Linked DNA regions of Pan troglodytes: region 1 is linked to region 2. The links are chromatin contacts, called in public HiChIP or PLAC-seq maps. All regions are on one chromosome and are shown on one strand. The core of a region is the stretch at or near the end of the contact, and the rest is flanking DNA. Distances in the headings are between cores, read along the strand shown.

Region 1 (4,980 bases), core at 2,188-4,687, 400 kb after region 2:
AGGCATGAGCCACTGCCCCCAGCCTAGGTTTTCTTTTAGATAGAACCAAAATATGGTCCTTTCAAAGTCTGTGTGAATCACGAATCAGAATAAAATGAAAAAGAAAATTTAATACCCTATTCAATAAATATAATTAAAAAGTATTATCCTGTGTATTTTGAATCTCTGAAATAACTATAGAATCCAAAGAAATAGTGAAAAATTTAAACAGTACTCAGAGCTTTATCCTAAAGTCAGATAATTAGTAGGAAGCATAGCTGATAAACTGTACAAGGTCAGTGAAGAGCCTTCCAGTTGGTGTGAAGTCCAGCCTAGCTCTTCAGCTATTACTCAGAGTGGGACATTCATCTGGATGAAGAAAGCCAGTGGCACACCCTGATTCACTTAAAAATATATACTACTTTTATGTGTAAAAGTGCATAAAGAGTGAAATACTACTGATTATTAAGTGGCACACACATTTTATTTTCACTTAAGAAGTATTAATGAAAGCCCATGAATGTAACACAATACATTCCTAAACACCTGGATTTCCTGGAGACTGACTATATCACCATATTCTCTTGTCTGCTTCCCTGTTCTTACCAGGTCCTCTCATCTAAGATGAGCTTCAACTATAGAGTCAAGCCCAGCAACAGTAAGAATAAGGCTGGGAAGCTAAGCAAGAGCCAGAGCATTGTTGGTTTCTTCCTACTTTGGAGATTTTGTGTTTTAAATTAACTTTAAAAGAACAGGGAACACAACAAAATCTAGAGAAATGCACTGAAAAATCTAGAGAAATGTGTTAGAAATGCACTTTAAAAAGAGGGCTCACTGAAACTAATGAAAAGCAAGGCCGGGGTGCTTGTCTCTTCTAGGGGAGTCAGGAAAGGCTTCACAAAAGTGACCCCGGTTTTAGAACGAGAGGTACAGAGACAAATTCTAAAGTTTCTGCAGAATACAGAAGGCTGCAGTTGATCTTCCCACGGGAGGCAGACAGGCAATCCTCCTCCCAGAGCAAGCTACAAGGACGTGCAAATTGTGCACCCACAGGGGTCACACGGTGCACTCATAGGGCCCCGTATTCAGAAGGAAGGGCCTGGCACTTGCTTTAACGCTATGCCTGCGCTAGCGTTATCCTCTTTCTCTGCTGACATCCAGTCAGAGGCCTACTAACTCTTCCTTCTAAATGTTCTGCTAACTGTCCTCTTCTCCACTTAAACTACTTATCGACTCCAACTTAAGCAGCAGCCTCCTAATGGGCCTTGTGTTTACCCTCAAACTATTTTATAAGATGACTGGTCTTTCTAAATGGCATGTCTGATCCTGCATAAAATCATTTCCCTTTGTAATTGATAATCCAATGATGTCAGCATTAGTAAATAATGACTGACTTCAGCAAGGCATAGTGGGTGTATTATTTTGTTGGCTCAACACCTGTACTTCAGGCACGCCATTCCGCTTCTTCTGGTAACCCAACCCAACCCTCTACGAGAATGTCCTTCCCATGCAAGCTGGCACCTGAACCTAGCTGGGCAAATCACAGCCTTTCCCTGGCATTTTGTTAGAATGGAGGAGGCTGCAAGATGTCAAAACTCAGAAGCTATCAGCATCCATGATTCCTGCCAAGTGTGGAAAGCTGTCAATACCCAGACAGTTAGAAATAAGAAATGGAGAGTCCTAGCAGTTTGGGTTCCTGGTTCTAGCTTCTTGAGACCCAGCTGGCATCTATAATTTTCTGTTTAACTCTGGTTTTTCTGAGACAATAAATTCCTCTTTTTGCTTAAGTTAATAAAGCTAGGTTTCTTGCTGGTACACATAATATGGCAATTCATTATTTGGTTCCTACTTCTCCACCTAACCTATCTCCCCTTGTAAGCTCTCACACACACTTTACAATAGAACGCTTAATATTCCACGAATTCAACATGCTATCACACCTCTGCACCTCAGTCTCTGCACCTCTGGTTCCAACACTGGGGTCACCTTTGTGAAGTCTTCACTGACTTCCCTAAAAGAGACAAGCACCCCGCCTTGCTTTCCACTAGTCTGTGCCTAAGTGCAAGCTCTTACCGCAAAGTACTGCAGCTGCCCATGTGGATGACTGACTACAGCCTGGCAAAGCAGTTAAGAACTTGGACTCTGGAGCCAAATTGAGCAGCTCCCCACTGAGTGGCTATGACCTCTCTGCCAGTTGGGCAGGCCTCTCCGTAACTCAATTTCTCGTCCATAAAGACAGAGACAAATAACGCCTGCTCTAGAAGATTGTTGTGAACACAGAACCAAAACGTGGACCTTTCAAAGTCCGTATGAATCATAAATCATAATAAAAAAAAGAAAACTGAATTGAAAAGGTTTACTCTTTTCTCTGGAGCTCGTAATCACAATTACTCTGCACTTCAGAAAAGCCACCCTCAACATTTGTTTTCTAGGAAATGTCAATAAGCAGGTGGAAATAAAATGCTCCGAAGAACAAACCCGCACGAAGAGACCTACTGCCAAATCTGCTAGTGAGTGCCGGCAATCCACCACTTCCAGACTGAGACCTAAGACGGACTGCCACTTACTTCTCAGCTGCCACTTACTTCTCAGCTGGCGACATAATGCATACTTTCCTACCCTAAGCACTTTGAGTCCCCCCCCACCCCCGCTAAGAAAGAAGTATTTAAGCCACGAACTGAGACCACGATGCCACATGCTGATCAGGACACTCACAGTCATGCGTCACTTAACGATGGAGATCCGTTCTGAGAAATGGAGAAATGTCCCCTTAGGCAATTTCTTCGGGCAGTAGAAACCCAGACAAACCCAGATGACACAGCCTACTGCTCTTAGGTCATGAATCTGTACAGCCTGTCACTGCACTGAACACTACAGGCAACCGTAGCATACTAGTGAGTATCTGCGTATCTAACCATAAAAAAAGGTACAGTAAGAAGACGATATTATAATCTTTGAGACCACGCTGTCCCACATTGACCGGCAACGTCCTTCTGCAGCGCATAATCGTATTTAAAAGTGGATTACAAGAGTCGGAAAAACAAGCGGCGTGATTTGTTGTGGCGGCAACCAGGGAAGAGGCAGGAGAAAGGCAACCGACGAGTGCAAACCACGGAGCCCCAGTCTCGCGACCCCACCTCGCGTCCCCGTCGCCCGCTCAGGGCCCGACAAAGGGGTCCCGGGCTAGGGCGACCGCGGAGAAGCGGGGCGGGGCTTCCCGGCTGGGGCGGACCCCTCCCTCCCTCTCGTCCCGACCCGGCCGCAGCCCTGCCGCGAGCGACGGTACCTGAGGACGGCCCCAGATCCGCGGTGCCCATCTCAGCCCTGCTCACACCCTGCATGACAAGGGGTAGGAGAAAGAGGAGAGCCATGCTGCTGCCGACGGTCGCTGGGTCCAACCCCGAGCGCCTGTGGGCCCAGCCCAGCGCGGCCCTCCAGCCTCGGCCTTACGTCACTTCCGTCACCGGGGTCTGTGCCGGCGTCGGCAGGAGGCGGGACCAGGGCGTGGGCGGGGTCAAGTCCGGGAAGCCGCAGGAGGCGGACTCAGGCGCAGCACCCAGCGGTGAGCACGGCGTCGTGCGGTCGGGACCTGGACTTCTGGGTGTGGGAGGAATTTGAGTGCAAAGGTTAAGGTCTTTCAACCTGGCACCCCATTCCGCAATTCTTCTTCCAGTTTTTTCGGTTTCCTGGGGTTGTGCAAGTTTGCATTAGGCCACAGCCGAGCCACAATCCTTATTTTACTAACTCTTGGACTTCACCTGGGTGTCTTGGAGCCTGACATTTTTAGAAGAGAATGAGACTTCAAAAGCCATTTCCAGTCCCTGCTTTTTCATTTGAGGAACCTGAGACTTAGCTAGTGAAATGGTTTGTGCAGATTCCCACAGCCCAAATCAAATCGGCTTGACCAAGAACTACTTTGTTCTTGGAGAAAAAAACTATTTGCATTACCTTCTCAGCAATTGAGTGTCAAATCAGTTTATTAGGCAGCCTCTCATGAAGAGGTCTGCTCTCTTACCTCTCTGGGTTTGTCTGTTATTTTGCATCTCTCCTATTCCACTGCAGCCACGTTGCTAAGTCCTTCAGCGCTTGTGCTCAAACATGCGAATGTCTAATGATCTCACCTGTTTCAATTCTCTGAGTATCATGACCTTTTGTAAAAATTTTAAATTGCAACACACCTTCTCCTCCTCCTTACCCCGCTCTACTGTTTTTTCATGGCACTTTTCACCCTGCTGTACACTATAATATACACCTTGATATTTGTTTTCTTCTCCTTCTAAAATGTAAGCTCCGTAGAGCTGACATCTTTACTTGGCACTCAATTAGTATTTGTTGAGTGAAAGACTGCATGATTACTAGTGTTAAGGAAAATTTTTAAAGAGGGAAAATCCTTATAAAGACACTATATAAACTAGAGGTATTATCAGCCAGATCATTTTACTTGTATTAATAAATCCCTTAGCTCAGTACTTCTCAAACTTCAACATACATGTGAACCATCTGGGGATCTTGATAAAATGCAGATTTGGATTCAGTAGTTCTAATTCAGGTTGGGTCTTGAGATTTTGTATTTCGGACAAAATGCACAGGGGATGCTGGTGCCCCTTTCAACAGGACCACACTTTGAATCAGAAGAATTTAGCTCAATCTAGACTAAGTTTAGGGAGAATATTTCCTTTGATGTGTTTCTGATGTCCACTATATGAAAGACACCTTCTATTCGTTGTAAGGATGCAAGGATAAATAACTGATCTTTACCGTTTAGGCGTCTATGGAGTAGGACAAAATATGATATCCAGTTTGTAAACATTTTTGTGGTACTCGTCACAGGCTGGGTTACCCTGGCAGTAAACGCTGAGGTCGAGATTAAGGTATAAGGCATTGATTAGGGAGTGCTCTTGGAATAAACGTCTGTGAAGGGGAGGTGGAGGAAGCAGAGCGGAGGAAGAAGTTGATCTGTGATGCCATCCCAGTAAAGGCTCCCAAGGGGCGCTCTGGAGT
Region 2 (5,109 bases), core at 1,363-3,862:
CAAAAAGAGTCTTTTTTTTTTTTTTGAGACGGAGTCTCGCTCTGTCGCCCAGGCTGAAGTGCAGTGGTGTGATCTCAGTTCACTGCAACCTCTGCCTCCAGGGTTCAAGCGATTCTCCTGCCTCAGCCTTCTCCAGAGTAGCTGGGATTACAGGTGCCCACCACCATGCCTGGCTAATTTTTGTATTTTTAGTAGAGACAGGGTTTCACCATGTTGGCCAGGCTGGTCTCAAACTCTTGACCTCAAGTGTTCTGCCTGCCTTGGCCTCCCAAATTGTTGGGATTATAGGCATAAGCCACCATGCCTGCCCTTCCAGGCAATTCTTAACTCCAATTCTTTCCATACTCCTATCAAACTTGGACTCCACTTGGTAAAGCATGGGTGGAGGAAGGGGTGTGGAGCAAGGGCAGGGGACAAGGAGAATCTAAGGAGCATTTCATGTTCCTTTTCCTTAATTTTCCAGTTCAGCTCAAGTTGTCAAACATTTGTGCAGTGTTTAGTATATATTGGACATTCTTCAAGGTACTGGAGACACAAACAAATTAGACTTGGACATTACTTCGAGATGCTCAAAATCTAGTGTAAGAGTATGGTTTATTTTTTATATGTTTAGTTGTTTATATTTTAGAAAGCTTCACAGGTGGGATGAAATATTTTACAATGCTATAATCATGTATGGTTAGGTAAGGAGCAGGTAATAGCTCAGTTTGTGTGTGTGTGTATGTCCAAGGTCACTGTAAATAGTTTACCCCAGCTGGAACCAGCCTTTGTCCCTCCCAGAGATACCACACTATTTTTAGCTTAGATTGGATAACTCTTTATATACAACTCTTTGCCAAGGTCCCAGCTGCTTCATGTTTGCTTACTTTGATATTTTATTAACACCTGTTTAGCATTTCAATAAACTCCAGAATGTTTCCAGGTTACTTTTTGTAGTATTACGAAAAACACACTGATCATTTAGGCATTGTATTAGGCTGCATTCACTCAACATTTCCTGAGTGCTTAAATACCAGGTCCTTGGGATACAACAGCGAACATAACAAGCAAAAATTTCTGCCCTCATGCAGCATACATTCCAGTGACTACATATGATAAAAATCCAAAATAATAGAGGCCACACTGGTCTGGATCCTCAAGTGATCCGCCTGCCTCGGCCTCCTAGTGTGCTGGGATTACAGGTGTGAACCACCGCGCCCGGCCTGAAAAAGTCTTTTAACTGGCCTCCCCATCTCCAAACTCTATCCTCCATATTAGTGTTGCAGGACTTTTTAAAATAAAACCTTGGTCATTTAATTTCTCACATTAGAAAACTTCCACTGTTTTTCATTGTTTACAGTAGAAATCCAATTCTCTTAGTATGGTATATAAGACTCTTCATGATCTAGCCCCAGTAAAACACTCCACAGTCTCCCCACCCAATATTTTTTTCACCGTATCCCTTCCATCTGGCCAGGCTGAGTCCTGGCAGCCACGACCCCCTATGGATCATGCTGGTTTAAATCTCCTGGGTTGCTCATGTTATTCCTGCTCCTACAAAGATCTCCATCTTCTTGTCTACCTAAAGAAAACCTACTCATCTGTGTGCAATCACCATAAAGACTTCTCTCTCTTCTGCAGCCTTTCCTGAAATTTCCATACCTCTGGCACGGACAATCACCTTTTAAAAATACCCCATATATATTTATCATAGCCTCTACAGTATTTTGATTACACTTAACTAATTACATGACTTCTCTTTTAGTCTTCTTCTCTCATCTCTTGAGGCCATGGACCATATCCCATTATTTTGAATCCCAAATGCCTAGTACTATTCTTGGTATATGGTTAAGATGATCATACGACTTGGTTTGTGCCTGTTGACCTGGCTTAATAATTACACCCTCTTTACTCTCAAAAGTATCTTGGTTTGGCAGGTAAATTATATTTGGTCATTCTCCACATAGTATATGCCTGGCAATAAATGAATGAATGAGCACCAGCATCTGAGCACTTATTACCATACAATATATACATGTATAGTAATACTTTTTTAAAAAGTTGTTTATGATGATGTGCTGCTTTTTTGCTTAGCTTCATTAGAACTGGCCAGCTCCTTTTTCTCACTTACCAAGCATGGGGAGTTGGTTTGGAGTTGGTGTTTCATCTTTTCCAGTTACAGTGTGAAAGTAGCCCACCAGCCCACGCTCTTATTCCTAAAGACCGCAGTGACTCCACGGACTTAAGTTATCATTGCTTCCAGTTTCCTTGGGCAACGCAGCACGCAATTTTGGACGCGCTGCGTGGTTTCAGAGTCGGCTGTAACTTTTCTCACTTTATAATCATCAGGAAAAGTTCCTGATGCCAGTCTTCCAAACGCTCAATGAAATAAAAACCAGATAGCACCGCAGAGGAGGTTGAGATGCAACGACAAAAGCTGTCGTAATTATTAATAATACCTAACCCTGGATCACTCCCCTGATAGATCTGTATCTTTGCAGCAGGCGCAATTCAGTTTGGTTTCACCCAAAACAAAAATGGTCTCCGTCGGAGTCAATGCCCTTTCCTGTGCGGACCAATCAGAATCTCAAACACAGGGCACGGGGCCCACACTTCCGTCCGGTCTTCCTGGTCTCTCTAACCGCGGCAGTGTGCCTCCGACTCGGAACGGCTTCCGCGGCCGGGGCAGCGAGGGCCGGGGGCGGCGGGCGGGATGAGTGCGGTGTGCGGTGGAGCGGCGCGGACGCTGCGGACGCGGGGACGCCACGGCTACGCCGCCGAGTTCTCCCCGTACCTGCCGGGCCGCCTGGCCTGCGCCACCGCGCAGCACTACGGCATCGCGGGTGAGCGGCGCAGCGCAGCTGGGGCCGGGGGGCGGAGGCGGAGGCGGAGGCGGGGGCCAGCCGGGCTCCAGTTCCTCGCGCTCGAGGGAAAGCCCCTCTGAGCGTAGACGGTTCCGCGGGTCCACGCCAGGGGGCAGAAGAGGCGCTGGTCGGCGCCTCTCCCTTCTTTGCCGAGCGCGAGGAGTTGGTCTGAAGCAGGAGTCGATCTTCCAGTTGTGTGCAAGTGCATATACGTGTAGCATAGTAGCCCATGTCCTTGTTCCTTGAGACCGCGCTGCCTCCGCCACGTGTCACACGCCCAGGCACACGTCCCCGTAGGGAGAGCCGGGGGAGCCTGCGCGGTCCCTTGGATCGGTCCGCTCGGCACAGCAGTACGGGGAAGACGGTCTGAGCCAGAACCGACCCAGGGCTCGCGAGTTGGTCCACAATTCCCAGTCTGCATTCGAGCACTGAGCCGCGACCTGCGGGCTGGCCTTCCTAAGGACGATGCTCCTGAATGGACGCCTGGAGTCCCACGGGTGACACCATGAAATATATCAAGTTCAGTTCTTACCTGTAGTTGTCTAACGAGGAATGCACACATTCGCAAGTAGGTGTTACAGACTCCAGTTAATTGTCTCCCGTCGCGCGCATTGGCTCAGCGTGTGGTTAAAGCTGCTCAGGAGGCTGAGGCGGGAGGATCGCTTGAGCCCGGCATGTTGAGGCTACAATGAGCTGAGATCACATCACTCTGCCCCAGCCCAGTGAGCTGAGATCACATCACTCCACTCCAGCCTGGGTGACAGACTGAGACCCCGTCTTAAAAAGAAAAAAGGCCAAGCGCGGTGCGGTGGGTCACGTCTGTAATCCCAGCACTTTGGGAGGCCGAGGTGGGCGGATCACTTGAGTTCGGGAGTTCCAGACCAGCCTGACCAACATGGAGAAACCCCGTCTCTACTGAAAATACAAAATTAGCCGGGCGTGGTGGCGCATGCCTGTAATCCCAGCTACTCGGGAGGCTGAGGTAAGAGAATAGTTTGAACCCAGGAGGCGGAGGTTGCGGTGAGCCGAGATCGTGCCATTGCACTCCAGCCTGGGCAACAAGAGCAAAACTCCTTCTCAAAAAAGAGTCCATCTAGTCCGTGGACTAGATGAAAAGGCGTGGGTTCATTCTCGCTTTTGCCTTAATTCATGTCCTAGGTATTATACGCACTGAAGCGAGATGCAAAAACTTATTTCATAATGTCAGTGATCTATTGTATTTTTTTGTTTTGTCCTACAGCAGAAAAAAATGTTACTTCTAAAACTCAGAGAAATACTTGATTTATTTTCATTATTAGCTCTTAGTGCTTGCACATTCAGATTTACATGGCCCACCAGTTAGATTGAAGACTCATGAGTCTATAATGGTAGTAGTTTCCTTTTTTTCTTTTTTCTTTTTCTCTTTAGAGACAGGGTCTCACCCTGTTGCCTAGGTTGAGTAGAGTGGTGCAATCACGGCTCACCGTAGCCTCAACCTCCTGGGCTCATATGATCCTCCTGTCTCAACCTCACCAGTAGCTGGGACCACAGGCATGTACCATCACACCTGGCTAATTTTTGATTTTTTATTTTTGTAGAGACAGGGTATCACTATGTTGCCCAGGCTGGTCCGGAGCTGGGTGCAAGCGATCTTCCTGCCTTGGCCTCCCAAAGTGCTGGGATTACAGACGTGAGCCACTGTGACTCGCCTGTAATGCTACTTAAAATCTTATGCAAAAACTCTTTAAAGGGAATTGGTATTTAAAAAAAAAAATTCAGTCATGTTTAAATAGAAGAGATTTTCCCCCTTGGTCTCTATAAAAAGTAAACATAACTTTTAAAATACAATGGCCCTTTGGTAAAATAATTAATCTTTGACAGGTAACATATTAATACTGTTTTCAGCACTTTATTACCACCAGTTATGTGGTAAATCCCACTAGGTATCTCCGCATTCATATTTTGCTTTAAAATCCTGTGTGAGATGTATTTTAGATTTACTGGTGAGGAGTGCAGTCCCTGGGGTCTGTAAGCCAGAGGTTTCTCATCTGTCAGTAGGAATGATAACACCAACTTGGAAGGTTTGTGTCTCTGGTGCCTTGTCTGGCTACAGAGTAGGCCCTTAAGTATTTCACCCCCCTGTTAGGTCCATGTCTGAATTCCAATCATAGGTGCAATGGGAAGTTGAATATTTAGTAACTGAAGTACAATATGGAAAAACGGAAATAGAGAACACATTTGGTATTCATGTCCCAAAAACTTAGGGAGAAATTGATCACCTGACCAT

What was found. HiChIP or PLAC-seq counts read pairs in DNA pulled down with a chosen protein or histone mark.
Region 1: a contact with region 2 is called in an H3K4me3 HiChIP or PLAC-seq map of stem cell-derived excitatory neurons, with 6 times the contacts expected there. The contact joins the promoter of IFNGR1 here to the promoter of PEX7 in region 2.

The regions. Positions count from the first base shown.
Region 1 is chr5:149,065,209-149,070,188 of NHGRI_mPanTro3-v2.0_pri, forward strand. IFNGR1 (interferon gamma receptor 1) reads right to left here and starts at 3,438. Exons shown (of 7, transcript XM_001171570.7): 1 at 3,266-3,438. The coding sequence starts at 3,350. LOC134810376 (a long non-coding RNA gene) reads left to right here and starts at 3,452. Exons shown (of 3, transcript XR_010158206.1): 1 at 3,452-3,541.
Region 2 is chr5:148,668,612-148,673,720 of NHGRI_mPanTro3-v2.0_pri, forward strand. PEX7 (peroxisomal biogenesis factor 7) reads left to right here and starts at 2,613. Exons shown (of 10, transcript XM_518763.9): 1 at 2,613-2,822. The coding sequence starts at 2,693. MAP3K5 (mitogen-activated protein kinase kinase kinase 5) reads right to left here and starts at 2,802. Exons shown (of 30, transcript XM_054686344.2): 1 at 2,111-2,802. The coding sequence starts at 2,117.